Regions from separate parts of the Sus scrofa genome. Here regions 1, 3 and 4 are each linked to region 2. The links are chromatin contacts, called in public HiChIP or PLAC-seq maps. All regions are on one chromosome and are shown on one strand. The core of a region is the stretch at or near the end of the contact, and the rest is flanking DNA. Distances in the headings are between cores, read along the strand shown.

What was found. HiChIP or PLAC-seq counts read pairs in DNA pulled down with a chosen protein or histone mark.
Region 1: a contact with region 2 is called in an H3K27ac HiChIP or PLAC-seq map of alveolar macrophages. The contact joins the promoter of FAM214A here to the promoter of GNB5 in region 2. A contact is called at or near these places in 1 of 5 promoter capture datasets (liver) and 1 of 2 datasets of contacts at active chromatin or transcription factors (alveolar macrophages).
Region 3: a contact with region 2 is called in an H3K27ac HiChIP or PLAC-seq map of alveolar macrophages. The contact joins the enhancer-like site here to the promoter of GNB5 in region 2. A contact is called at or near these places in 8 of 47 Hi-C or Micro-C datasets (embryonic fibroblasts, heart right ventricle, liver and 4 more) and 2 of 2 datasets of contacts at active chromatin or transcription factors (alveolar macrophages and skeletal muscle).
Region 4: a contact with region 2 is called in an H3K27ac HiChIP or PLAC-seq map of alveolar macrophages. The contact joins the promoter of DMXL2 here to the promoter of GNB5 in region 2. A contact is called at or near these places in 1 of 5 promoter capture datasets (liver) and 2 of 2 datasets of contacts at active chromatin or transcription factors (alveolar macrophages and skeletal muscle).

Annotation. Positions count from the first base shown.
Region 1 is chr1:118,989,455-118,996,749 of Sscrofa11.1, reverse strand. It overlaps FAM214A (protein FAM214A), which reads right to left and starts at 2,888. Exons shown (of 13, transcript XM_021095179.1): 1 at 2,775-2,888.
Region 2 is chr1:119,541,077-119,548,032 of Sscrofa11.1, reverse strand. GNB5 (guanine nucleotide-binding protein subunit beta-5) reads right to left here and starts at 2,651. Exons shown (of 11, transcript XM_001924730.4): 1 at 2,031-2,651. The coding sequence starts at 2,142.
Region 3 is chr1:118,965,417-118,973,301 of Sscrofa11.1, reverse strand. No RefSeq gene overlaps it. Among named protein-coding and RNA genes, the nearest start is that of FAM214A, 25 kb to the left of the region's middle. Within about 2 kb of position 3,066, at least 28 of the 83 cell types and tissues checked have an H3K27ac peak or open chromatin away from gene starts, as enhancers often do. A contact at or near this core is called in alveolar macrophages, liver, mesenteric adipose tissue and 1 more, where this site is marked.
Region 4 is chr1:120,132,825-120,140,786 of Sscrofa11.1, reverse strand. DMXL2 (dmX-like protein 2) reads right to left here and starts at 2,538. Exons shown (of 42, transcript XM_021095456.1): 1 at 2,299-2,538. The coding sequence starts at 2,385.

The DNA.
Region 1 (7,295 bases), core at 1,639-4,138, 550 kb after region 2:
ATATTAAATAAAATTATTTTATCAATATTAAATTTCTGGAATGTGTCAACTATATTGTGGTTATGTAAAAGAATACCCCTGTTCTTAGGAAATACACACTGAAGGAGCATGCTATTTGCCACCTGTTCTCAATGGCTCAAAAAAAGAAAAATAGTAAAGCAGTAGCAGGGCTGCGTGAAGGAGGGAAAGAAGAGAAAGAATGATACAACAAATGTGGCAAATGTTAAAAAAACTGGTGAATCTGGGTATAGGGTGCACAGGAGTTCTCTGTACTATGCTTACAATGTTTCAGTAAATAAATGCTTAATACAAGTGTATTGGTTATTGTTAAATTCATTGCCTTTGGTACATGAGCCCCTGAGAGCAGTTGTGCTTTGGATAGCCAGGAAAGTCCTAGTCCCTTATCTACACTATCTCTTTGTCACAGAAACCTTGGCAGCACAGAGTGGAACCACAGGAGACTTAAGGATGTTTTCTAGAACTTGAAGAAAGGAGTGTAGGAGTTCCTGTCGTGGCTCAGCGGTTAACGAACCCCACTAGCATCCATGAGGACTCAGGTTCAATCCCTGGCCTTGCTCAATCGGTTAAGGATCCAGGTTGCCGTGAGCTGTTATGTAAATCGAAGACTCAGCTCAGATCATTTGCTGTGGCTGAGGAAGGAGGGAGGGAAAGAACAAAGAAAGAAAAAAAGAAAGAAGCATAGTTACTCTGGGAAAATTCTAGTGAATATTAATTTAGGACAGTAGTAAATAAGAGAAAGCGAAACATGAAAAAAAAAAAAGGCGGAAAGGTTAATCCCTCACAGTGAAGATGGGGTCCTGTTCAGCAGCTTTGGGGGAACTATGACTCTCCAACCAGCACCTTTTCCTGTCATTCGCATGCCCCAACTCTTCTTTCTCAGAAAAGGGAGAGAAGGGAGGAAGGGGACTTTCATTCTGTTTCTGAAAGGAAAATCAGGTACAGTTTCAGAGACTTGAGAGTGAGAGTCCCTTCCTGATTCCCACCCTTCACCCAAAGTAAACATCTCACAGGAGTCTTAATCCTTTAAACTGAGAGCAATAAAGTCTTCAAATGCAAATAACTGGCCAGAGTAGCACAAACATGGAAATGCACTCATGCTACAATGTAATCAGTTTATGAATCGGTACAATCCACAATTTTAAAGGACTAAGAAAAAACTAGGAATAGATTTTCTTGTTTTGGAAAAGAGACGTATTAAGAAAATGAAAAAGAAGTTTCTGGGATGTAAAGAGAAGGGGGAAAAGAGGAAAGGAGAGGTCTTGACTACCTTTATAATTTGCTGGAAAGCTTATCCTAGGAGTCCCAGGAACAAAAACACTTGATGGAGTCACTGCTATTAAACTGCAGGATGCTGAGTTTCCTGCTTTCATGATTTATGAAGCCTGCTTATCAGACGGACTTTATAACACATTGCCGGTTTTGGAGGATTTTGTGAATCAAGATATCAGTGTTAAATTAAAGCACTTTGCCTCCATTTTTAATCTGTAAAGTGGGAATAGTTTTATTTGTAAAATCTACCTCATAAAATTGTTGGAATTGAAGAGAGTTTCTGTTGAACTGCTCTAGGAAAAAAATAATACAGCACCGATCTAAAATTGTAAAACTTCTTTTTTGCCTTTTTTTTTTTTTTTTTTTAGGGCCGAACCCACAGCATATGGAGGTTCCCAAGCTAGGGGTCGAATCAGAGCTGTAGCCGCCAGCCTTCAGCAAAGCCAGATCCGAACCGCGTCTATGACCTACACCACAGCTCATGGCAACGCCAGATCCTTAACCCACTGAGCGAGGCCAGGGATAGAACCCAAAAACCTCATGGTTCCTAGTCAGATTCGTTTCTGCTGGGCCATGATGAGAACGCCAAAAATTATACAATTTTTTTTTTTCTATTCTAACGGGCCTGAACAAATTCTCCTCGAGCCTCCTACCTTAACTCATTCACCCCCTCATTCACTCCATTGTTCATGGGGAGTTAATTGTTTCACTCACAGGTTATGAGAGACTTCTCCCTTCCTGTCTGGTAAAATGAGGTTTCTTGGCTGACCAGTGGTCACAGACTCAAATCCTCCAGGGCCCTGACCAGGTACCACAGTTCCTCAAGCTGGCTGATCCAAGGCGAACCTTAAGAGGTCATGAAGACTGGGCCAATGGCCACAGCAGGCCCTGCCTGAACCCCTTCATATATAAAACATAGCCAGGGAAGTATGGTTGGTTTTGCCCGCTCTAGATTAGAGGGAGTCAAATTCCCTTTTAGCTCCCAAATCCTATGATTGACGATTTTGAAATTTCACATTTGGCACGGTAACTGGCCCAGAGCCCCTTTTCCCAGTGTTTATTAACTTGCATGGCTCCTGCTGGTCATCTATCATTGCAAAATTATTGGCCTTTACGTAGTAGAGTGGTTACTATTGAATGAGAAGTTCACAAAATAGTTTCACGTATTTGTGGAACTTTGCCCCAAAGCTCAAATTCTGCTGTCTCCCCAAAAGGACTAAGCTACAAATTACAAAACGACGTTACAGATTATTTTTCCCTTTGCCCTTTTAACAAAAAATATATTCAGATCCTTTCCACCCTTCCAAAGATTTGCGCCCAATTTCCACTTTATCTCCTTTGAATAGCTCAGATAACTCATCTCATTGATTACAAATCCCTTCATCTTGCCTAGTCTCTTCAACCGCTTCACCCCCACAGCTCCTCATCTCTAATCTGTTTACACCCATCCCCGTTCACACTCCCCACTTTCTCCAGACACATACCTACTTGGTCTTGTTCACAGAGGCCAGAGTGTTCCCTGCCACAGAAGATAAGATGAGGATCTTGGCGTCTGGAGTGAGTAACAGCCGCCTAGGTGCCTGCTTCAGATGTAAATAGGCAGAGGGCGGAGTCTGTGGGAGGGGAAACCAGAGGGAAGTTCATCAGAGAAGCTGGGAGCTCTGGCTCTTAGATGGTCACAGCCTACTAGCCCCACATAGCTTTGTGGTTAAGGCCTAATTCCCACTGTTTCAGTCTGATTCTTCCAACCTACAGGAAAGCAGCTCGGGATGTGTCTTATTGCTATAATGATAATGACAATTCTGTCATTGATATCTGCTCCACAAGAACTCAGAACTCCAAATTTCTAGTGTGAGGAAGTTATATTGCTAACAGCTGATCTCAAAGATAGGCAGCATCGAGGTCAGGTGTCCTAAAGTTCAGAGGCCTGGTGTGAGAGTTAGCATCTGGGAGATTGCAGCTGTAACTAGCAAAGTTTCTGTTCCTGTTGTAAGTGTTTCTATACGTTATTTTAGGTCCATGAGGGACAGGCCTGGGCCCATAAGATCCTTTGACTTTAGTTAACAGCTTGCTATCCTGCAGCTCCTAAAATCAATAATCTCTTTTACGACCTACAAAAAGATTCTCCCTCCTCTGCCCCTGCCAGCATCTCAGCTTTATCCTCTACCCTGTGACCATCTTCCACTATGCTCCAGCTATACCATGTTCTCAAGGTACCATACCCCTTAAACAAGCCAAACAAGTTCTGCCTCAGGACCTTTGCACTTTCTCCTTTAGGAGAAGTCACAACCAATAATTTTGTTGGAACCCTCTAGTTTCCCCCAGGCTCCCATATCTCCCCTTGCTCATTTCTTTTACCTGTCAGGCCCCTGAAGTTTTTTGATTTATGAGCCCTGCTTCTAGACATTGACTGGGACATGCTAAGAGTTTTAGTATTCCCCCTGGAAGTGTTCTGTTAAATGAACTATAATTTGGGGAAATTCAAATGCTAAAATGCTGGTGATATGAGTACCAGTCCAAAAATCTTCAATACAAAGGGATCCAAGATGATAAGATTATAAATATCAAATGCTAAAGATTTATAAAGTAAAAGTTTTTTAGTATGTTCTCTTGAATTTCCTCAGCAGGAACAAATTTTATCCATTGGGAATTATTTAGTTACTGTTACTGCCTAACAAACCACCCTGAAACTTAGATACCTAAAATAGAGTTGTCCCTCATTATCCAAAGGGGTTGAATTGAGGATACCAAAATCCATGGATGCTCAAGTCTCATATAATGTGGCACAGTACTTGCATATAACCTACACACATCCTCTGTATACTTTAAATCATCTCTATATTACTTATAATACCTACAACAATGTAAATACCATGTAAATAGTTGCCACCATGGGGCAAATTCAAGTTTTGCTTTTTGGAATTCTATGGAATTTTTTTCTGCATATATTTGATCTGTGTTGGTTACATCTGAGATGCCAATTTTATTATACTTATGGATTCTGTGGGTTAGGGATTCTGACTGGGTAGACAGGACAGTTCGACTTTGTGATTCTGTCTTCAGCTGGGAAGAAGGCCTAGGTGATTCAATGGCTGAAGGTTGGAATCAAATGGAAACATTGTCACTCACATGTCTGGCAGTTGATGTGGGCCATTGGCTAGGCACGCCTCACGTGTCCTCTCGGCGTGGTCTCTGCAGGGGCATGTTTTTCTCTAGAGATCAAGGCAGAAGTACACAGCATTTTTATGATCCAGCTCAAGGTCCCATGGCAAGAAAAGCATGTGGGATGGGATTATTGTAGGTGTCTTTGGAACATACAATCTGCCACAGTGGTGGATTTGACCTCAAAAATAGCTCGGAGTTCCTGTCATGGCTCAGTGGAAACATATCTAATATTCATAAGGATGCAGGTTCAATCCCTGGACTTGCTCAGTGGGTTAAAGATCCAGCATTGCTGTGAGGTGTGGTGTAGGTCAAAGGTGCAGCTCAGATCTGGTATTGCTGTTGCTGTGGCATAGGCCAGCAGCTACAGCTCCGATTCAACCCCTAGCCTGGGAACCTCCATAAGCCGTGCGTGCAGCACTAAAAAGACAAACAAAGCAAAGATAGCTCAAAGTAATTAGGAGTTAGGTTTGACAAAAAATATTGAAGAATGAAGCTGTTTTTAGATTCAAAAATGAATATGACTATAAATAATAATAAATAATTTCCTTCTGCGCATCACATTCTGTCCAGAATTCATGTTCAAAAGACCAGTTTTGGGAGTTCCCCATGTGGCTCAGTGGGTTAAGAATCTAACTAGTATCCAAGAGGATGTAGGTTTGATCCCTGGCCTTGTTCAGTGGGTTAAGGATCTGGCACTGTGGCATAGGTCACAGAGGCAACTCAGATCCAGCATTGCTACGGCTGTGGCATAGGCCGGCAGCTGCAGCTCTAATTTAACCCCTAGCCTGGGAACTTCTATATGCCATAGGTACAGCCCGAAAAAGAAAAAGAAAAAAAAAAAAAGGGGGACCACTTCTTGAATTTTTAAAACAACCAGCAATTTTTAAAACAACCGGTGACCATGGTGGGTTTTGTTGGTTGTTGCATTAAGATATCGTATCCGGAGTTCCCGTCGTGGCGCAGTGGTTAACGAATCCGACTAGGAACCATGAGGTTGCGGGTTCGGTCCCTGCCCTTGCTCAGTGGGTTAACGGTTAACGATCCGGCGTTGCCGTGAGCTGTGGTGTAGGTTGCAGACACGGCTCGGATCCTGCGTTGCTGTGGCTCTGGTGTAGGCCTGGGGCTACAGCTCCGATTCGACCCCTAGCCTGGGAACCTCCATATGCCATGGGAGCGGCCCTAGAAATGACAAAAAGACCAAAAAAAAAAAAAAAAAAAAAGATATCGTATCCCAGGGAGTACTTAAAGAACTGCTGCATAGACAGGTAAATTCCTGCATTTAGTTTACTCAGAAAACAAACAAATAGCCTCATCATCTTATATCACATTTAGTATGTACAGCTGTCAGCAAAAACTATACTTTGCTTTGGGGATAAATTCTGAGGTGCTGGAAAAAAATCTGTAGATCCCAAATGCTTGAGAGAGATATTTTCCAAAACTCTGTTCTGAGGACTAGTTCCCAGAGATGAGAAATCTTCTTTCTGGATATTAATAACTAACAATAACTAATAATCTAAGAAAGTATTAAAGGATCTCCACAAAAGAAACCTGTTTGACATTGTGTAACACAGTGAGCAAACACTCTTTTTTCCAGGAGATCCTATTAATATCCCTTGGAGCTAGTACACTGTGGAAATACGGCCCTGTGATCTTGTCCCTAAAAGTGCTTGGAAACAGCAACAAAAAAAGTACTGTTGGTTTGTCATTTTGTCCCCCATGTTCATTTTCAACTTCTGATTAAACTGGTGCCAGCTGATCTGATTAACCCGGGGGGCTGGAGGACACTTGGAGCCATTTGATACACATTAATATAACACAACCATGTCGCCTCAGTTTCAGGGCTGCTTTCACAAATGTGAAAAGCAATCTGGGGTATAGATTGTAAAAGAACCACAGAGCAGGAAGAAACCTTAGCGATTATCTGCTTTAACTCCTTTATCTCAAAGATGGAAACTGAGGCCTACCTCTGTTGGCTGGCTTCCCCAAGAAACATCTGTTGGTGCCAAACTGAACTAGAAGCCAAATGTACCTTCCTAGGGACTTTTTCCAAATATAAAATGTGTATCTGTATGTCTTAGAATAAGTCTGGATCCTGTGCCCCTTACAAGCAAGAGTTTGAAATCAGGGCTTAGGAGACTCTGCCGTTTATTAGCTGTGTGATTTTAGGCAACTTACTAACTCACCTTCTCTGAACCTGTTTTCTCATCTCCAAGTGGGACTGATACAGTCCCCGAGGTGCCTGATGGGGTCAAATGAGGTAAAGTATTGCATAGAGGCTTATGCAAATACAGTGGGTGGACTGGTTTACTTGCCCTCTGCTCATGGGTAGCTTCCCAGGACTCCTTAGTAACTGGATTGGTTTGATATGTTTATGGACTCACCAATGCAGTTAATCATCTAAACTAACTGCTTTCTCTTTCTCTCTTTGTAAATGACACAAAATGAATAATTGATAGCAAAACCTCCAAGAACATTTCCAAAGATCCTGAGACATAAAATCTAACATGCCTGTTATGCCTCCCCATTATGCTCTGCAGCTGGAGGATACAATGTCTTAAAAAATTCTGGATATAGGGAGACCAGTTAGGCCAGCCTGTTATTAATGCTGATAAAGCTGAGTACAAACAGATCCATATACTTTATGTCAAAATATTTAAAAGTTGCAGATAAACTGACCAATTATTAAATAAATTATGTTTTATCCTCCTACCTTGACAAATACACATTCATAACAATCTGAAGAGCCAGGTTTGAATTTTAAATTCTCAAAATGCGGCATCACAAAGAGAGCTGACCCTGGTTCCCAGCCCATGCCGAGCTCCCACTCCCTCCCCTTCCCC
Region 2 (6,956 bases), core at 1,402-3,901:
CCTGCACTCTCGGCAGGACAAGTGTTCCCTGTTGAAAAGCTGTGCCTTGACTATCTTTCTGCCTTAAGACAATTTACCAATTCACAGAGAAGACTGAAAAATATCCTAATGGGCAGCCTATACTGTTGAGTAAGAGATTTTTCTGGAGAAGGCCCTCTGCCTTGAGCACTAAGGGGTTTGGCAAAAAAGGTGAAGTGAGGCTGGGCTGGAGCTCTGGCTGGCGGGGCTGGAATCCTTGTTCCACTACTTCCTAGCTGGGATCCTTCACCAAGTCCTTTCACCTCTGTTGCTTCAGTTTCCTCATCTGTAAAATGGACAAATCAGAGAAGCTACCTCAAGACCATGCTTGCAGTATAGGCATTATTGTCTTCAGAGGGTAGGGGTTTGCAAAGGGAAATGGGGCAGACCCATTATCCATTCCCTACTACTCCCTACTTTGTTGGGTGCCCAGCTCACTTCTCCCTTTCTCAGCCTCTTCTGCTGTAGCCATGTGACCTAGTTTTGGCCAGTGGAGTGCAAACAAATCTGTTAGGGAGAAAGGAGGTTAATGGGGGGGGGGGTTCTGAACAGGAGAAACAGGCAGGTGCTCACATTCCCTCTTCTTACAGTCCTGGAGGCAGAGGTAATATTTGGCGCTGTGGCAGTTATACTATAATCATGGGGCAAATGCCAGTGCTCTCAGGCAGTGGAGAAAAGAGAAGTTCCTCATGGCACACTGGGTAACTGAACCAAAGCTGGTGATGGCTAACCCTTGTTTCTTGTTAAGCAAGCTGGGAAATTTTTTTCCTAACTACTTTACTTGGGGGTTATAACTAATTGTAGCTGAACACATTTCTAAGTGATATAGGGGTTGAATCTGCCTCCTATTTAAAGGAGTCTCCTATAAAAGCACAGCACACTTGAGATTCAGGTCACCTGCTTCTATTAAGTGATTTTTCAAAGAAAGGAATCAGGTGCTAAAGGACCTAGCATGAACCCCATTTTTCTTTCCAAAACAGAATATAGAGGGGTGGTACCAAACAGGAAAGCAAAAAACATAATGTATAAGTGTGACTGAGGGCACCACAGGGAGGCCATGCTCAGTAAAGGGGATCTGCCTCTTTCAGGGCTGAAAAGGAAGCAGATAAAGCCACCCCCTCCCCAAACCTGGCCTAAGCCAGAGCTCTGCTGAGGATGAACCATCCCCACACAGTACAAGGAAGCTGATCCCACCGAGTCATGTAACCTGGCTATTTAATTGCTCACTCATAAAAAAATCACAGAGCCTGTTCTGAATTACGGTCTTGGTCAGTAATGCACATTTATTTAAGATTGCTACTGCTTTTTTATGCCAACCACACCACATCCATCCATCCAAAAGCTTTTTAAACAGCCTTAAACGAACTAAATGTTTCTCTTTCCCTATCTGGCCCTCCATTCTCAAGGAGAGGGAGCAGATTGAAAAAGTGAGCTTTTAAATCAGAGTCTGGTTTCTTGCAAAAGCAAAACTGAGAAATGACGGAGAAAGCCAAATGATTATAAAACAAAACAGTAGTTGACCCTAGGCCGCGTCCGCAAGGGCTCACTGTGCATGCCTCCAATGAAAACCCCCTCCACCCTGTTCCGCTTGAGAAGGGCATGAATGCAACCAGTTTTCATCTTCCAGGCAGGTGATGACGGAAACTGGTCCTACGATCCTTGGCAGGAGGGCAGCGGCCAGAGGCTGCTGCCACCCGGTTCCCCCTGCCCACAGGCGGGCTGGTCTCCGCTAGCGGTCTGGGGCTCTAGGAGGTGCCCAGGGCCTGCGAGGGTCGGGCTCGAGCCCCCTACCGGCGCGTCCCAGCGCTGGGCCGCTACCCAAGCCTATTCTGATGCTCCGGCACTGGGGCCCTCATCCAGGCCATGGCGCGGGCCTGGCTCCAGCCCGGGGCCCAGGCCGCCACCCTCCATCCTCTTCCTCACCAACTCCCCATCCCCCGAGGGAGCCGGAGCCAGTCTTGTTTCCTCCGCCCGCCCCTCGGCGCGCAGCCCCCGCCCCGGCCCGCACTCACGCTCCACGTCGTGCAGCTTGGCCCGCTCCTCCTCCAGTTTGCCCTTGAGGCTCTCGGCCTCGCTCTTGAGCGACGCCAGCGTCTCGTTCTCATGCAGCCCGTCGGTTGCCATCTTCGCGCGGGGACGCGGCGGGCAGGGAAACCGGGATGCGAGTTAGCGGGCGACGGAGGCCCGTGCGGCGAGCGGGCGCCGAGCCGCCAGCGGCGCAGCTCCAGCCGCCTCCCGGAGCGCGCCCCGCCCTCCCGCGCTGACGCTGGCAGCTGCGAGCCGGGCGGCGGCGGCGGCGGCAGGTCGCCCTCCCGCCTCACCTTCGCCTGCCGCGCTAGCGGGCCCTTGTGCTCCCTCCGCGCCCCGGGTCCCCGGCCGCGCGCCCCTGCGCGTTGCCCCGGAGAGGCTCGCTTGATGCGCACTTAGGGCCAAGCTGGGATTTAAACCAGGGACTGCCCGGCCTTTGGGAGTTTGGCGAAGTCGCAGGAACACAGCCCTTCCAACACCCCTTTCCCTCACTCGCCGCCCAGATCTCCTCTCCTTGGGACTTTAGACGCTGCCCAGTGGCTTCGTATGGCAGAGAGCGGACGGGAGAGGAGAGGACGAGGGGCCCTGGCTCTCACCATTGGTACCCTGTCTGAACCTCGGTAGCTCTGATGCTCCCCCTACAACAAACCGTAAACTTTCCTTTTTTGTTGGCTTAAATATACAAAGATAAAGCTAATTCTGGCTTCTGAGAAGCTCTGGAGTCTTTGCCCCTTCTTGCTTTTGCTTTTCCTTTTTTCACCCGTGAATTAAGTCCCTGGCCTGGGGGCTCATGAGGACGTGGTGTTGGGGGCAGGGACACACAGGGCCCAGACTCAAGGCTTCTGAGCACCGTGTCCAGTGATCTCAGGTCACTTCTGAGGCAGCACCTCACCTTACAATGAAGGGTTGCTACGATTCCCTCGAGGAAGTAAATGAGTGACTTTGTGGCAAAAAGAGTATGTGCTCTTTCCAATTCCTTATAATAGCAGGCACTGTTCAGGTGCTTTACGTGAATAACTCACAATAGCCACCCTGAATGGGCACTATTATCACCCCCATTTTATAAATGAAAAAGATTAAATGATTTGCCTGCCTCACACTCTTAGAAACAGTTTCAGAGTTCTTAGAAAAAGTTAAACACACAGGCTTTGTCTAGATCAGACTGCCTGTGAGTAAATCCTGGTTGTGCTGTGTGGCCTTGAGCGGCTTACTTGACTTTTCTGTGTCTCAGGCTCCTCCTCTGTAAATCGGGATAACATCTTCCTCAGAGGGTTTTCATTCAGAGGGGATGCATGGCACACAGTATATGCTCCTGGTTATTAAGGCTGCCTGGTACACTTGAGCAATTTCACAGGAAGTAATTTAAATGAGACACTAGGTCATGGGGGACACTTCTCACAAGGGTCATCTCAAAAGGCCTGGGAAAAGCAGCATCCTCTCATCACCTCCTCAGGCTGGTGCTCCGTGGACCACCATGGTATGTGTGTGCCTTGCCTGAGGGTCTGCCTGTTTATGAGGACCTGGGGTGGGTGGAGCTTCATACTGGTGTGTGCCATCCTCTGAAGAGTCTCTGTTTAAGATAACCCCCAAATATCCTCCAACCTGGAGAGTTTGCCATCCAGAGACAAGGCCATGTAACTTTTTTTAATGGCTGGCAAAGCTTGTGAAGTGCCTTTCTGTACTTTGGTGTTCACTGTTTTTACAAGTGAGACAGCTGAAAGTCAGAAAAGTTGAATCTACATATCAGTAGTGGTGGAGTTATAGGGTTGCCACCATGCATAAAAAGTGTCCACTGGGGGCTGTCTACAAAACTCCAAACACCTGGATTAAAAATTTAGCTGCCAGCCATTTGGATGTTTCTGCAGCCAGAGGAATCTGTCCAAGTATTTGGGAGCATCAAGTGCTTGCAGTGGTGCAGCATCAAGTGCTGGCAACAGTCTCAAAGGAACATCTCCATCCAGGGTTCTGACCTGGAAAGAATCTGTGAAGCTGCAGAGGACCTGACATCTGGGAATCTGGGCTTCTTCTGTCCATAGAGGAAGTTGTTTAAAAAGAGAAGAGCTGGATTAATAAATAACATTGCTCTAGGATGGCAGAGCCATTACAAAGCAGGTTTATTTTAAGAACTGGATGTCCTCAGTTTGCAATTTGCAGATCCAAGTTTAGAACATATGTAGATGCCTGTTACACTGAGCCTGAATCCTGTGACATCAGGATTTCTAGGCTGTACCAAAATCTGTGTACTACCTGAAGCTGCTTACTTGCCATTTGCTTTACAGGAATAATCTTTTTTTTAATGTGATCACTGTCTGGGGTTAGAGTGGAACCAGAAGGATGAATATGGTCATTCCTCTTCAGTTGGATAAGATATAAATGTTACCTTTCCTCCCTTTGGTTTGTGATTTTTTTGTTTTTTAATTGTGTTGATAATGACAAATATCTGGATGAGCTTGTTGGAAAGAGTGCTCTACCACTTGTGACCAGGTGGGGGCTCCTCTCAGACATACCACTGCTCACAGATTTGCAAATCCTCTGAGACAGGATTCCTTCCTAGAGCCTCAGCCATGCTGTGGACATTTCTACTGTAAGATCTGAAGCCTGTGCAAAGCCATCTCTGGTGAGGACTGATTTGTGTTCAGTCCCTACTCTCGCTTAAGGCTTAGGTCCAAGGAGCACTCTTCCTTGAGCTTGATTTTGCTCACGACTGAGTCCTGTATGGTTCTGTCTTTGACAAAGCTGTTCCCTTTGGGAAGGTGCTCCCAGGCTATTTGTTTATTTAACAGAGTCCCTTTTAGTTTGGTTTCTTGCCAAACAGACTAGGAGAAGACAGAAGAAAAAAGCAGTAGCTCTAAAAAAAAATAATAAGCCAAAACATTTATCGAGTACTTCCTCTGCTGTGACTTTATCAAGTAACACTTTACCAAATAAACTTATTTTTGTTCCTCCCCAAACCCTGAGATAGATGCCGTTATTGTTTTATGTTTTGTTTTGCTTTGTTTTTACAGATGGGAAGACAGACCTCTTGGGAGAGGTGAGATCCATTGTCACAAGGCCCCCCGAGGAACATAACTGGGAGTTGAACCCAGGATGTCAGAGTCCAGAGTCCATATCCTAAACCTCCACACTATACTTTCTCACTCAGCCTGGGTGTGCTGCAAATGTCTGTGTATGTTAACTGATTCTATGGTAACTTATCTGTCACAAAATCCATACATTAGACATTGTTTAAAGATAGGTAACAACTTAAATTTTTAAAAAGTAGTACTTACAATTTCTGCACATACTGAACAATAGCTGAGCTGTTGAGATTTCTTGAAAACTGGTCTTAGAGCCCGTTGTTTGAAACATTTGTCACAGGAGCCAAATACATTAACTAGAAAGGTCTGATCACACATCTTTTACTTAGGGTGAAGCTGAAAAAGAGAGCAAAAAGGGATGTATGTGTGTGTGTTTATGAGAAAAACCAAGAGAAATAGCTTAAAAAAAAAAACCCTCATCTCCCTTTTATTATGGTTGTTGCTCAGACCTCTACATGCAGAATAAAGTCTATGCAGTTAATTTGTAACTTTTGATTTATTACAACATGATGGGTCAACACCAGCTGATTATTTAATCAGTAAGAAAATGTCAAACAGTAGGTTTTCTGAATTGGCATGTAGTTTAACCATTTCACCGTAGTTTGCAGATATGGACACAATTAATCTTTGTAGCACAGTATTAATCCCATGGGGCCTCAAAATGAAAACGTAGTTGTAATGTATTCTATAATTAAAAACTTCAGGAGTTCCCCTTGTGGCTCAGAGGTAACAAACCTGACTAGCATTCTTTTGGGTTCAATCCCTGGCCTTGCTCAGTGGGTTAAGGATCTGGTGTTGCTGTAAGTTGTGGTGTACGTTGCAGACATGGCTCGGATCCCACGTTGCTGTGGGGTAGGCTGGCAGCTGCAGCTCCAATTCGACCGCTAGTCTGGGCATATGCTACAGGTGTGGCCCTAAAAAGACAAAAAAATATCCAACCGCAGCAGTCAGGGTTGCTGCAGAGGCATGGACTTGATCCCCAGCCTGGTGGCATAGGTCACAGCTGCACCTTGGATTCAATTCCTGACCTGGGAACTTCCATACTCCAAGAGTGGGGCCATAAAAAATTCCTCCTCTTGGGGTGAACTTTTGGAGCAAAGGCAAGAATCAGAAAATGGCAGAGCCTGACCCCAATCAATGCCATGAGGCCAATCAAGTGTGGTGTTGGTTCCCTGCAAGGAACACATCTCACCTATGAAATATTTGACAGTCACAGACCTAGCAGTCACTACATGTCCACCCGGAAGTCAACAGACAGGCCCAGACCACTGAAGGGAGAGCAACCTTGAGGAAACAAAATCATCCAGTGCTAAGGGTGGGGCTCTGGCTGATGGGATGCTGCCCCCCACTACTTAGGCAAGTTACTTGACCTCTGTGAATCTTTGTTAGCCAATCTGTCAAATGTGGATCTTAAAATCTCCTATTGTAGGATGGTAGGGAATTAGGAGAGTTGTATAGGAAGCATTTCCCTCAAAGCTGGAATATAGTGAGTGCTCTTCCTCAGAAGTTATGCTGCCCTGAGAGTGGCTGCAATAGCTGTAGCAGCAGGGGGAGGGAGAGGGTACTGAGGCTAGAGATGAGGAAAGTACAGAGAGGAGCTTATGGCCACAGTTTAGATGCAAGGAAGGCCTGAACTAAGTAATGCTGTGGGATGCATTTGGACCATGCTTACAAAAGTGGAGCAGGACTTTGTGACATGTGGGGATAAGGAGAGGGAGATGTCCCAGATGTCTCCTAGGTTTCTGTTTGGGAGGCTGAGAGCTCATGGTAGCACTGCTGGAAGACAAGGATCTGAAGGTGTGTGCAGGGGGAAACAGACATCATAGCCATGCC
Region 3 (7,885 bases), core at 1,817-4,316, 580 kb after region 2:
TTACTTTTTTTTTAACAGCCTGATTTACTCTGAGGTAACTTAGCACTTGAGGAAGGAGCTTATCCTTGCCAGCAGCTGCCCAGTGTCCCATGATCACCATGACAGGGGGCAGAGCTGACTGTGTTAAGAATGGTGCAAAGGCTCCACCTTTCCTAGAACAGAAGAAATGGTCAAGACCACTTTAAGGTGACTCCTTCCTGTAAGACACAAGCTCACAGAACAAATAATTTATTCTATAAAATGCAGGAAATTATTTAGCATTTGGAGTAAATTAGGAGCATTTGTCAACTGTGAGAAACAAAGTAGAACTTCAACCTGGATTTGTCATCACTGCTCTTGATTTGTCCCTTATGGGGTTAGGGCTGAGGTATGGACCAAGCAGAGCAGGTGTGAAGTAGACGGGGCTGGATGGGGACCAGAACCAGGAGTGGGGTCAGGGTAGGACTGTGAGTCAAAAACTGGAAACAGATTCATTTCTCAAGAGAAAGCAGGGGTGTTTCTTGAGTTCTTTTATGTCAATTTCTTCTATGCCATTTTAGACCACACATTTCTGACTTTCAAGATTTTAAAGATAGAATTATAAGGAGACTCCCATCCATAAAATTAACTGGTTAAGTAAGTAGGTTTTGTGATTCATGAGATTAAGATAAATGTGCCTTAATTGAGCAGTACCAGCTGATATATGTATGATACATTATGAATATATGGTTGTCATTTTTCCCATTCAGCTTTTCTATGCACGTTATAAAAATACATATGGACTCAGGTTTAACCTGAATCTCTAACTTTTAGATATAACTTCCAGGTTACAGGAAAGTCAAGGGATGAACAAACAAGCCAAACTACAACCAGAGGAAGTCATCAGACACACCAAGGAGGCAGGCTTTCTTCAGGTCACCTGACCCCAGGCTCCAGTCAGTCAGTAGCAGAGAAAATGGAACGCCGTAGATCAAAAGACAATAGGCATATATCCAGACAAAACTCTAATTAAAAAAGACACATACACCCGCATGTTCATTGCAGCACTATTCACAATAACCAAGACATGGAATCAACCTAAATGTCTACAGATAGATGATTGGATAAAGAAGATGTGGTGTATATATACACAATGAATACTACTCAGCCATAAAAAAGAATGACATAATGCCATTTGCAGCAACATGGATGGAACTAGAGACTCTCATACTGAGTGAAGTAATTCAGAAAGAGAAAGACAAATACCATATGATATCACTTATATCTGGAATCTAATATAGGGCACAAATGAACCTTTCCACAGAAAAGAAAATCATGGACTTGGAGAACAGACTTGTGGTTGCCAAGGGGGAAAGGGAGGGAGTGGGAGGGACTGGGAGCTTGGGGTAAATAGGTGCAGAATGTTGCCTTCGGGATGGATTAGCAATGGGATCCTGGTGTGTAGCACTGGGAACTCTGTGTAGTCAATTATGATGGAACACATAATGTGAGAAAAAAGAATGTATGCATGTACGTGTAACTGAGTCACCATGCTGTACAATAGAAAAAATATATATATAAATAAATGATAAAAAAGATCAATTAAAAAAAAGATAATAGGGACACAAAAGCAAGTGCAATGTGGGATCTTATTACTGGATCCTAATTTAGACAATCCACTACAAAGGACATTTAATTTTTTTAATTTTATCATTTTATTTGAAGTATAGTTGCTTTACAATGTTGTGTTAGCACGTGGTGATTTATTTTTATGTATATATTACTTTTCAGATTCCTGAGAAATTGAATTTTAACTGGGAATTATCTATTAAGGAAAATAATTACATAATTTAATTTTTTTGGTTAAATGTGAAACTGTTCTTCTGATTATATAAAAGTTGTGGGTTTTTTTTTTTTTTTTTTTGCTTCTTGGGGCCACACACTAGGCTTATGGAAGTTCCCAGCCTAGGGGTTGAATCTGAGCTGCAGCTATTGGCCTGTGCCACAGCCACAGCAATGCCAGATTCAAGCCATGTCTGCAACCTACACCACAGCTCATGCCAACGCCAGATCCTTAACCCACTGAGTGAGGCCAGAGATTGGACCTACATCCTCATGGATACTAGTCAGATTTGTTTCCACTGTGCCACAACAGGAACTTCCTAAAAAGTTATTTTTAAAAGATGTCTATGGGAGTTCCAGTCCTGGCTCAGTGGTTAACAAACCCGACTAGCATTAATGAGGATGCATGTTGGATCCCTTGCCTTGCTCAATGGGTTAAGGATCCGGCATTGCCATGAGCTGGGGTGTGGGTCAAAGACACGGCTGGGATCTCTCGTAGTTGGCTGTGGCTGTGGTGTAGGCCAGTGACTACAGCTCCGATTGGACCCCTACCTTGGGAACCTACATATGCCCCGGGTGTGGTGCTAAAAAGACAAAAAGATTAAAAAAAAAAAAAAAAGTCTGTGGTGCAGTGGGTTAATGATTCTGCTTTCTCTCTGTGGAGGCACCAGTTCAATCCTGGGCCAGGGCAGTGAGTTAAGGATCCGTCATTGCCATAGCTGTGGTGTAGGTTGCAGCTCTGGCTTGGATATTACCCCTGGTCCAGGATCTGTCATATGCCACAGGGCAGCAAAAAAAAAAAAAAAAAAAAAAAAAAAAAAGTCTTGGGATAGCCCTTAATGGAAGGTAATATAAGAAAAGTAATGCATATATATGTATAACTGGGTCACTTTGCTGTATAGCAGAAATTGGCACAACATTATAAACCAACTCTATGTTTAAAAAAATTTTTTTTAATGTCAACTGAAGTTAAAAAACAAACTGTGTTTTCTGTTTGTTTCTCCCAGAACTTGGAGTTCTTAAAATGAAGGTTACCAGATGAGGGTAGGGTAACAGGGCTGGGCTATATTTTCATTTTCGTTCTGGTTAAAACAAGTGTTTTGGCAACTGAGAGTGGGGTGTGTTTGCAGCCATGCATGGCTCTTTCCTGAGTTGCCTCTTTGTGGGGGTTGAGTCCTTGTATTAAGTTTTGCATGGTCAGCAGAGCACCATGTGTTATGTAAAGCCAGGGATTCTTGCATCACAGTCGTCAGGCCCTCTTACCCACATCCTGTCACATTCAGCTGCAGATGTGGCAAGAGGCTCCAAGGCAGCACAAAAGGTCTGGGACTGTAACCTGTGCTTTGGGCCTCAGTGTATTCTGGGTAAAAGTGAACTTCGGGGACTCAGTGTTGGAGGGAAGGCAAGTTGTGTGGGACTTCAGTATACCCAAAGCAGACAGACCATGGGATCATGTCTGACCTTTCTCAGGAGGAGCCGAGGAGAAGAGCCGCCTGTGTACTGGGCCCTCCAGCTCCCTCAAGGCTGATTTGGACTAGACCTTGAGATGTCCGCAGAGATAGCAGCCCTCAGTGGCCCCCACAGGGGCTGGACCAGAAACTCAAGAACAGCTCCTATTGGAAATGATTCTTTTTATTTTAATTTTATTAAAGTATAGTTGATTTATAATGTGTTAATTTCTGCCTTACAGAGAAGTGATTCAGTTACACACATACATATAGCCATTTTCATATAGGTTATCCCAGAATATTGAGTAAAGTTCACTGTGCTATACAGTGGGTCTCCAATGACCATCCATTCAATACACAATAGTGTGCATATGCCAATCCCAAACCCCCAACCCATCTTTCAACCCACCTGTCCCCTTCAGTAACCACAAGTTTTGTTTTTGTTTTTCTATTTGTTTTTAGCTATGCCTGGGGCATTGTGGATGTCTGGCCAGGGACTGAACTGGCACTACAGCAGCAACCCAAACCACGGCAGTGACAACGCACCATAAGGGAACTCCAGAATATAACATTATTAAAATACACATATTATGTCTTAACTACTATGGGGAGGGTTCACCTTAGCTGGCACAACTCAGCTTCACTGTGGAATCCTTGGTGCCCAGGGCCAGAAATCATCCCCTCCCTGTCACTGGAGTCAACTCCTTCACAAAAGGCAGGGGCTTAGGACAGGTTTCTGCCCTGTGGAGGGAGGACTTGGTCTCCTCAAAGTCTTGGCTTGAAGTTCTGATGCTTGCTGGCTATGGTTTTTTATTTTTTATTTTTATTTATTTTTTGTCTTATATGCCATATATTCCATATGCTGCATCCGAGGCATATGGAAGTTCCCAGGCTAGGGGTTTAATCAAAGCTACAGCTGCCAGCCTATGCCACAGCTACAGCAACACCAGGTCCAAGCTGCGTCTGTGACCCACACCACAGCTCATGGCAACGCTGGATCCTTAACCCACTGAGAAAGGTCAGGGATCAAACCTGCATTCTCATGGATACTAGTCAGGTTCATTACTGCTGAGCCATGACGGGAACTTCCTGGCTCTGGTCTTTTAAATAAATCTCCTGATGGACTGGGTTTCAGCAACTACCAAAGATGGCTGAGATACTGAGGTCAGGTATTAGACTTACATGGGAGAAATTCTTGGGTTTGGGAGAGAAGACAGCAGAAAAAAAGAGAAATGAGTGTTCTTTCCAGGCTGCCCATTCTCAGAAAAACCAATAAGAAATTAGATAACAGTCTTATTTTATTAAACTTTTATACTATTAATGATTTATAGCTTCTTTGTATCATTCTTTAAAAGTCTCACAAAAGTCACCCATTGTTATCCTTTCAAGAGTGTGGCATTGGCACCTGGTGGAAACAGTGCTCCTTCCTGAGGCCCTAGGCTGTGGTGGGAGAAGGGTGGGGATAGGGTGGGGTAGGTTATTTTGCCTCCAAGCCTTACATCACTGTTTACAAGTTCTTTCCTCCATGCCTCATCACTTAAGTGCCCATAAAAATGGCATCACCCTATAGTGACTGTACATTAAATAATGACAATGTCACCTTTATCCCCATGTGCAGAATTTCTCATTGTTTCACCTCCCTCTTCTCAATCTCCTCTTTCTTCCTGGGTTTTGCTGATGAGAAACTGGTCAAGTGCTGCCACCCACTGGAAGAACTGTGGCATGGAAAATGTTAAAACCTAGGATTTCCAAGACAAGGTGCTTTGTTGTAAATCACTGGGCTGCTTGCTGCCTTTCACATTATTCCTTTCGCAACCTATAAAGCAAAGGGGCCCACAATTTACTTTCAAAGAAAATTGAATCTGGATATAGTTTTTTAAATCAAATATTTAAAAGTTTTTATGTTGAAATAATTTTAGACTCGGAGAAGAGTTGCACAAATAGTACAGGGGGTTCTGTTTACCCTTTACCCATCTGCCCCTAATTTACACATTTTACATAACCATAGTGCAATTATTGAAAGCAGGAAATTAACATTCATACAATACTTTAAGCTACTCTACAGACCTCAATTGAATTTTGAGTATTTTCCCACTAATATTTTTCTTGTCCAGAATCCAGCTCACATTGTCATGCCTCCTGAGTATCCTCCAATAGTGAAAATTCTTCAGTCTTTCTTGACCTTAACTCTCTTGAAGATACTGCTCAATTAATTTTTTTAACTTTGGTTTCATGTTAGCATATGGTGAGTTTGTTATCCTTACTTTATTTACTTGTTTATTTATTTTTTCCTTATATGGCCGTATCTGCAGCATATGGAAGTTCCTATGCTAGGGGTTGAATCAGAGCTGCAGCTGCCGGTCTACACCACAGCCAAAGCAACACCAGATCTGAGCAGCATTTATAGCCTACACCGTAGCTTTCAGCAATGCCAGATCCTTAACCCCACTAAGCGAAGCCAGGGATTGAACCTGCATCCTCATGGAGACTATGTCATGTTCTTGACTTGTTGAGCCATAACAGGAACTCCAGGACACCCTCCTTAGAGAACAATTTGGCAATTCCTCAAACTGTAAGTCATAGAGTTACCATTTGATCCAGCAATTCTATTAGTAGGTATATATTCAGAAGAACTGAAGACATATGTTCACACGAAAGCCTTTACACAAGTGCTCATAGTAGCATTAATCATAACAGCCAAAAAGTGGGAAGAACCCAAATATTCAGTAACTGAATAAATGGATAAACAACCTGTGGTATGTCCATATATTGAACTGTTATTCAGCATGCAGATATAAAAAGAATTGATACATGCTATGACATGGACAGACTTAAAAAATGGTATACTAAGTGGTAAAACCAGACACAAAAGGCCAAATATTGTATAATTCTACTTATATAAAATGTCCAGAACAGGTAAGTCTACAGAAAGAGAAAGTGGGTTAGTGGTTGCCAGGGCCCAGGGGAAAGGGGAAATGGCAGTGACTACTAATGGGTATGGGATTTCTTTGGGGGGGGTGATAAAAATGTTCTAAAATTAGATACTGGTGGTGGTTGTACAACCCTGTGAATATGCAAAAAAAAACCCCACTGAATTATATTATATAAAAGGATAAATTTTATGTGACATATCAATAATTGTTTATTTTTTAAATAATGAGGCGTGTCGAAGGGCACAAGAACAGACTTAATGAAAGCTCCCAAAGGCCTCAAGTGGGACAATGGAAACTATAAAATAAATAATGAGATTATTGGATTATAATCCATATAATAAAATAAATATCCATGATTTCATAGTAATATAAAGGCAAAAATGAATAAATAAATAAATGGGAGGAAAGGACAACCCTTCCCTATAGTAGAATTCCAATTAAAATATATGGAGGGGGAGATGGAAATAGATAATTTCCTTTAAGGAAATGCCTCAGTAATAAGTGTTGTAGGCAACAACTGGTGAAGGCTAAAATCAGTAGGTGAAAGAATGAGGAGAAATAGGACGTGTGCAAAAATCTCAAAGTATCTCCCCAAAGGGGAAAATAGTAACTTTATAGCAGAGAAACCTGACAACTATGAGATCAACATTAGCATCACTGTAAGTAAAACATATAACATCAAATACCCCACCCAAAATATATTTCTTCAATCTAATCATGAGAAAGTATTAGACAAACTGAAGAACACTATACAAAACTAACCAAGCAGGGAGCTCCCTTAACCCGCTCAGGCATGAAGGAACTCCGTGTTATTGTCTTTTTTTATTATAGCCATCCTAGTGGGCATGAAATAACAGTTCTTTGTAGGTGAGATTTGCCTTTCCCTAATGACTAAATGATGCTGAGAATATTTTCATGTGCTTATCTGCTCTGCCATTTGTAGATCATATTTTAATTAGATCATATTTAATTTCTTTCAATGATGAGTTGCAGTTTTCAATGTACAAGTCTCGCACTTTTGTTAAATTTATTCCTAAGTATTTTATTCTTTTTGATGTTAATATAAATGGAACTCTTTTCTTAATTTCATTTTTAGACTATTCATTGCTAGTGCATAGAAATACAATTGATTTTTGTATAATGACCTTGTACCCTGCAAACTTGCTGAATTTGCTTATTACTTCTACTAATTTTTTGTAGATCCTTTAGAATTTTCTAAATACAAATCATGTCATCAGTGAATATAGTTTTACTTCTTCCTTTCCAGTCTGGATGCCTTTTTATTTCTTTTTCTTCCTTAATTGCTCTAGCTAGAACCTCTAGTACAATTTTGAATAGAAGTGATGATAGTGTATGTCCTTGTCTTGTCCCTGATCTTAGGAGGAGGAAAACATTCAGTCTTTTGCTATCAAGTATGTTAGCTATGAGTTTTTCACAGATGCATTTTGTTAGGTTGAGGAAGTTCCCTTCTATTTCTACCTTCTTGAGAGTTTTTATCATGAGAAGGTGTTGGATTTTATCAAATGCTTTTGCACGACCATTAAGATGCTCGTGTGGATTTTGTTCCTTATTGTGTGAATATGGTATATTACATTAATCGATATTCAGATGTTAAATCAACCTTGCATGCTCAGGATAAACCCCACTCAATCATGGCATATCATCCTTTTTATAGTTTGCTGAATTTGGTTTGCTGGTTTGCCA
Region 4 (7,962 bases), core at 1,289-3,788, 590 kb before region 2:
TGGGTTAAGGATCCAACATTGCCATCAACTGTGATGCAGGTCACAGATGTGGCTCAGATCCTGCATTGCTGTGGCTCTGGCGTAGGCCAGCAGCTACAGCTCAGATTCAACCCCTAGCCTGGGAAACTCCATGTGCTGCACATGCAGCCCTGAAAAGACCAAAAAAAAAAAAAAGAATGAGATGATGAAATGGTATTTAAAGATTATTATACCCACAGCTGTGTGGAGGATGAATTGACATGATGAGAGACATCAGGAAAACCAGTTTGAAAGCTTTTTGTTTGTTGTTCTGGTTTTGGCTGTACTCTCAGCATACGTTCCTAGACTAGGGGTTGACCCTGAGCCGCATCTATGACCTACGCCAGAGTTGCAGCATCGCTGGATCCTTAATCCACTAGGTTGGGGGATTGAACCGGCAACCTCACAGAGACAAGCCGGATCATTAACCCACTGTGCCACAGCAAGAACTCTCCAGTTTGAAAGTTTTTAATATTAAGTAATACAAATAAGGTTCTACAATAAGGTGGTAACTAAGGACACGAAAAGGAGTAAATCTGATAGACAATGCAGAGAGTCAAATAGATTTGGTACAGGTTGAAAGAGGGAAGTGGAAAAAAGATTTGAAAATGATTCCAAAAACTTGGTCACGGGAGGCCTACAGCAGAAACACACCTTCGCACCACTAATGGTTCTCACGCTCGCTTTTGCAGACTGCAGCTGAACCTGTTTAGCTCTATATGCTAGCCTCACAGTGAGACACTACTTCACTTTAGATGGAAACAGAAAACTACCACCACGGTAGTGTGCCAATACCCCACAAGCCAAGATCTTGGATTCGTTTCTTGATGGAAAAAGCCTGCTCTTATAACCCTTGGGAACTTTCTCCCTGCCCACACAACTAGGGGAGAGAAAAATTTCTCTATGCCCCCAGAACTGTCTAAATATGTGAAGCCCAAGCTCAATACTATATGGATCTTTTAGGTTACAAGTACACAAAACACAGATGACACCACTGATAGGTGTAACCATGTAAGTCAGGCAAATTTTATTTTTTAAGGGTTCATCCTAAACTGGTACAAAGCCAAGTTGATTATATTTAAAATTAAAATAGCCAGAAAACAATCTTATAAGTTTATTTCTAGTGTATCACAATGATAGATAAATTCTGTTCCAGGATGCATTGTGCTACATAATGATTCTGCACTTTTGCAGGAGCTTTTCTTATTTCTGCAGCTTTAAAAACATGCTGCTGAAAAGCAGACATCAGATCAAAGTGTTTCCCTTGTCTACAAAGCATATCATTATGCTATTTCCAATTTAATCAAGCAGAATAGTCATTAATAATAATGTGTACTTAATGGCTATCTCATTGTCTACAGTTCCTCCTAAGATGGATCATATATAAATTTAATACAAAAAAGAAACTCATGTTAACCCACGGGAGTTTATCTATGGGTAAAAAAGCCCTAGGGCTTGGTTTGAATTGGTTATACCAACAACACTCCATTCTCAAAAGGACTAATCTATCCAAGCTCGGTGAGAAACAAGTCTACTACATCTAGATTTTTAAGAGGTTATAACATATAATGGTTTACATACACTTCAGCCACACAAACAAGAAAAACAGCGTCATAAAATGTTCACATTGTCTTATCTTAAAAACAAACAGACCAGCCTACCGTGCATACAGAATAACATATTATCTAGGAAGGTTACCAAACCGTGATCTCGTGATAATTAAGAGCTCTCCAGGCCACTGTCAATCTAACCGTTTCATTCTAAATTTCTTGGGGGCAGAGAACAGATTTTTTTTTTTTTTTCCTTGTTGAAATGGAGATTCTGCATATCAGGAGATAGAAAGGGTCGGGCTTAGAGCGACAGGCTCCAGCGGCTCCTCGCTGCGCTAACACAGCGGGAGCCAGGTGCAGCATCGCCTCCACGCAGACAAGTCTCTTCACCCGCAAGCCAAGAGCAGGTGCGTAACGAAACTGACGCTCTGGGGTTTCAGCGGTTGCAACCACCTTCCTCTACCGCAGAACCAGGGCCATCCTGGGAGAGGAACCTTCTAGTCCAGTCACCCCCTGGGCCCATTTGCTGAGGGCAGTGCGGTGGATTCCTAATCCTTTCCCCTAACGGGTAATTTCCTACAGCAGCCACAGGACTCACGGTCCCACGGCCCGCCCCCCAAATCAAAAGGCACGCGGGTGGGGCCCACCAACACCCACCTCTCAACCTCCCGGGGAGCCGTGGGCCCGGGACAGAGGGTCTCTGCCCCTCAGGCTCCCGCACACCACTCACCGTGAAGGGGACATCCCCAACGCTGCCCACAGAGTAGCAGTTGTCTCCAGGGTTGACAGCTCCGGTGAGGACCTGATGCAGATGCATCTCCGGAGCCCGGGCTGGTCAGGGAAATGCGCGAGAGGCGCAGCGAGCCCTGCGCCCGGCCCTCCTCCGGCCGCGAGAGTGCTTCCCGCTCCGCCTCCCTCCTGACCCACCCCGCCGCGGCTCCGGCTTAAGGCCTCGCCCCTCTCTCTCCTTCCCCCCGCCTTGTCTCTGCCATGGGAGCCCTTCGACGCCTCTGCCCCGCTTGGACCGCCGCTCGGCTGCGGAAATGCCCGGATGCTCCCACTGCCTGCTGCACCGGCGCACAAATGCGGGAGGAGGGCAAGGGTGCGGGGGGGGGGGGTGGCCCGGAGGAGCGCGCGAGCCGGGCGCGTGCTGGAAGGGACGCTCCGCCCGAGGGAGCTGGGCGGTGCGCGCGTTCACCCTCAGGGGAGCGCCGGTCGAATGGAAGGGTAAGCCCCTCCCCCCGCTGCTAAACCCTTAGCTCAGTTTTTCTCCCCAGACCCCTTGTTTGCGCGTGCGCGCGCAGTGGTTTCCAGGGCAATTGCGCGTGCGGCGCGGATCCCTGTCCCGGGATTGCGCGCGCAGACGTGCGGGAGTTCCCCTGGAGCTTCCCGGCTGCGGCCGCTGGGGGCGGTCTCGTGGGTGGCACCCGGGCGGAGGCGACTCCCCACAGAGCTGTAGTCCCATTCTGGGGTTGCACCGAGAGTCCGTTTTGCTGAGTCTTTAGTGCATTACCAAGTACACTACGTGATGATCAGTGCTTGACCTCAGGAAGACACTCGGATATTCCATCTCAGGAGACGTTAGATCCCTTGGGGCTTTTTAAAAGTAGAATGCTTAAGATATTTTATGTAAATAGTAAATGCATCTTGCAACTGTTTAGAGGAGCCATACTTCCCTGACAGCAAATTACTTTGTTCCCACCTTTGTCACGGTTGGTCTACAGAGCGAAAGAGCACCCTGGAACGAGTAACTCCTTTAGACTTTTTTCACGCGTGGTGTCATAGATTCTTGCAGAATCGCGTGATTTTGCCAGAAGGTCTGCTAACACGGACCAGATCTCTTCTCCAGTTCAATTTGTCACAAGGTTTTGAGTCTATACCATGTGTGATTAAGTCACTGGGGCAGGAAGTAGAAAGAACCAAGGTGCAACTGTCTCTAAAACCAGGCAGAAGGCCAGAGGATTTTGTGTCTCAGTCTTAGGAATGAGACACAAAAGTCTATGCAACCACAGAAAAGGAAGAATACGTTTGACCAAAGTGATGGGTAAAGTGTTACGGAGAGGCTGACAAAACGCTGAGTCCAATTTTGGCAGGCTGAGATGAAGAAGAAAAACTGCCTTCAAATAGAGGAAATAGCCTAAGTTAAGGCTTAGAAATGTAAAATGACAGGATGTGTTAGAGGAGCAAAGATTACATTAATGTTTAAGGCTGAAGATTTGCAGGGTGGGGAAAGGAAATGGTAATTAACAGGAGATAAATGTATCTAAGAGATAGCTTGTGGCCAGCCTGAACAGGTAGTCTTGAATACTCTACTAAGAATCTAAGAGTTCATTCTGCCTGCAGTGGGGATCCATCAGATGTTTCTGAGCAGAAGTACATAGAATCAGTTGCCTTGGGAAGGTGACTGGTATCACTGTGAAGGGCAATTAGAAGGGTGGGGGAAATTGGCAGCAAAGACCTAGCAGAAGTTAGTGAAAGGAGGAATGAAAAATAATTCCCAATGACATTTCCATTCGGCATAACTCTTTACCCAGTTACCCAAACTAGAAACTGTAGAGCCAGTTTTGGACCTGTTTTCTCTCTTGTCCATATACAGGGATCCCTTTTTGAGGTCCCTAATTCATGCCCTTCATCTCCTCTACCTCCTTTACCTTTGTTTCAGACCTCATCATTTTTCACGGAATTATCTTAAAAGCTCCTAACTGGTTTGACTGCCTTCCATCTCCTTGCTCTCAGATCCAACCACAGCTCTGCAGCCTGAGAAACCTTTTTAAGGGAGAAATTCCTCTGCTTAAAACCTCCATTCCCTACAGCTTCTGCCCTAATCATCCTACTTTACCTCAGGCTGTCCCCTCACACCCACTAGCTCCAACCCCTCAGAGCTATTTGCTGTCTCTAGGGCATACTGTGTTCTTTCTTTCTTTTCTTTTTTTTTTTTTTCTTTTTTTCTTTTTGGCAACACCCACAGCTTGTGGAAGTTCCCAGGCCAGGGATCGAACCCATTCCACAGCATCCACTCCTGCCACAGCAGTGACAATGAAGGATCCTTAACCTAATGAGCCACCAGAGAGCTCCCATACTGTGTTCTTTTAAGCTTCCATGTCTCAATTCATGCTCTTTGCTCCATCTGGAATGCCCTCTTTCCCCTTGTTGACCTGACAAACTACAATTTAGTCTAAAAGTCACCTATTCAGTAAAACCTTTCTTGTCTATCCCCAAATACCTTGAGGCTTCTTCCTCTTGAAACACACATATCACATAGCAATCTAAGTGTTGGTTTGTGTCTGTTTCTTCTACTAGAGTCTTAGATATTTCAAGTTAGGATTTATTTTCTCTGTGTCCCTGATGCCTGAATCAGTACTTCATTTGCACTGCCATACAAGATTTCAATGTAAGAGCCCCCAATTTTCTAAGAAAAATTTATAGGGTAAAAAAGTACCTGTCATTATATATGTATTTATTTATTTATGTGTGTGAAAGTATTTAAATGATTTTCAGTGGTTTTGTGGAGGGAAGTATTACCTACTCATGTTATTATAGTATGTTATGTATGGTACATTGGATTCTAGGACATCACATGTTCTGTATATTTAATTGTACACTACTACCCATTAGTAAAGGTACTAAGCTACATAGCTTTAAAAAATAGTGAAAATATCAGACAGTAAAATGCACAGACACACACACACACAAAAAAAAATGAAGCCACATACCAGGCATAAAGTACCATAAAGGCAAATAATGGTGCTGCATCTTGGTACTCGAAACTAAAAAGCATGCCATAGTATCAAATAAATAAGAGATAATTCCTATATGTAAAGTATATATCAGTAAGAATTGGTATAAAGCAATTAAATACAACAAATTTAAATAAATTCCTTTACAAGAAGGTTGAATACACAGACATTTGCATAAAAAACTGAAACAAAATGTACAGCAAATTAATAGATTTGAAGACATTCGAACATCATGTTCATACATAAAGGCAAATATTTTATAAAACATTAATACACATTGAATAATGGGACAGTGGGAGTTCCCATCATGGCTTAGAAGAAATGAATCTGACTAGCATCCATGAGGATGCAGGTTCAATCCCTGGCCTTGCTCAGTGGATTAAGGATCTGGCGATGCTGTGACTGTAATGTAGGCCAGTGGCTACAGCTCCAGTTCTACCCCTAGCCTGGGAACCTCCAAATGCTGTAGGTGTGGCCCTAAAAAGACAAAAAAAAAACAAAAAAACAAAAAAAAACTGAATAACAGGAAAATGAATACATGTTATAGAAATTAGTGTTTTAGTGAATATACCAAGAAATGAACACTGTTTCTAAATGTCATAAAGATTTTAATCTTCACTTCCAAAACTTAAAGAAATATTTTCAAAGCTTGAAAACCATTGCTACTACTGGATTTTAGACAAATCTCTTAATCCTCAACTGTTGCTACATTAGAAAGTGAGTCAAAACCATTATCAAATAAAAAATTGTACTCAGATTTTCAAGAACATTTTTAATTCCACGTTATTGAAACCGTTTCAAAATCGGCACTTGTTTTACAACATTCCATGAAGCTTTGGCCCATTCACACAGCTGTGAATTAGAGGCCTCTTTCTTCTTCCTTTTGGTATCAACTCAAAATCTGAAGCCTGTATCCACTTGCTCCTCTCTTCCCTTATGAATCCTTTAAATGATGTTTTTTGGCCAGTCCCGAAGCATGCAAGTTCCACGGCTAGGGATCAAGCCTGCCCCACAGCAGTGACAATGCTGGATCCTTAACCCACTGAGCCACCTGGGAACTCCTTAAATGACTTCTTGATAACAACATCTCAAAGTAGCAACTGGCTAGTTAAGTTTCCTAAGATTATAGCTGAGTGTTTTGTTGTTCAATTTGACCAACCAGAACTCATGCCAGGAGTTCCTGTTGTGGAACAGTGGAAACGAATCTGACAAGGAACCATGAGGTTGCATGTTTGATCCCTGGCCTTGTTTAGTGGGTTAAGGATCCAGAATTGCGATGAGCTGTGGTGTAGGCCAGCAGCTGTAGCTCCAATTCAAGGGGAACCTCCACATGCCGCAGGTGCAGCCCTAAAAAGCAGAAAAAAAAAAAAGAAAAAAAAAAAAAAAAAACAACTCATTCCAGACTAACACAGCAAGTTTCCTTATTAGCCCACCTACCTGGACAGCTGTACTCCATTTTAACTATCCACAGTCATCTCTTCCTTGTTCATCCACCTTTTGCATGGACCTAAAAATAAAGTGAGGATTCTTTCTTCCCATCTGGAAGTATCAGTCTCGTATCACTAACAAAACATGCTAATACAACTGTAAGGTATGGCTTCTTATGTCCACAAGTTTTTGTTTTTGATTGACATACAATTAATATATAACATTATATTAGTTTTGGGTATACAACATAATGATTCAATGATTGTGTATATTGCAAAATGACCACCACAATAAGTCTGGCTAATATCCATAACTTCATATAGTTACAAAAAAATTTTTTCTTGTGATGCAAATTTTCAGATCTACTCACTTAGCAACGTCAGATGTGCCATACAGTATTATTAAATAAAGTCACCATGCTGTACATTTTCATTACATCTCCATGACTTATTTATTTTATAACTAGAAGTCTACAAGTTTTAATAATAACAAATATTGTTCCTTTGGGGTTGGGTTTAATGGAAGGGTAGATGTCTGAGATACTTAATTTCCCAGGATACTCATGTTTACTAGTTATCTATTACTGTGTAACAAATTATCCCAAAATTTAGTCCCTAAAATCAACAATAAATACAGTTTCTGTGCATGGAGAATTCAATAGTGGCTTAGTTGGGAAGTTCTAGTTCTGAGTGCCTCAAAATGCCAGCTAAATACTAAATAGAAGAAGCTAGACACAAAAGACCACATATTGCATGATGTGGTCCATTTAAGTTTTCTGAAAAAGCAAATCTGTAGACAGAGAAAATAGATTAGTGGTTGCTTGGGGGTGGTGGTGGAATGGGAAGTAACTACTAATGGGCATGGGGTTTCTTTTGGCATGAAAATATTCCAAAATTAGACTGTGGTCATGGTTACACAACTCTGTAAATTTACTAGAAATCACTGAATCACCCAAAATATGTTAAATTTATGGTAAATAAACTACAACCTCAATGAAGCTGTCTAAAAAAGAGGTGTCATCCAGGGCTATAGTCAAGTGAAAGTCTGACTGAGACTAAGGGACCTGCCTCCAAGACAGCACACGCTTGTAGCTGGCAAGCAGCTCCTAGGAGCTGAGTGGAGGCCTCAGGTCCTCACTTTGTGGTCCTTTCCATGGTGCTCCAGAGGCATAGCAACTGGCTTCCCCCAGAGCAAGGAAGCTGAGAGAGAGAGCCACATGGAAACTACAG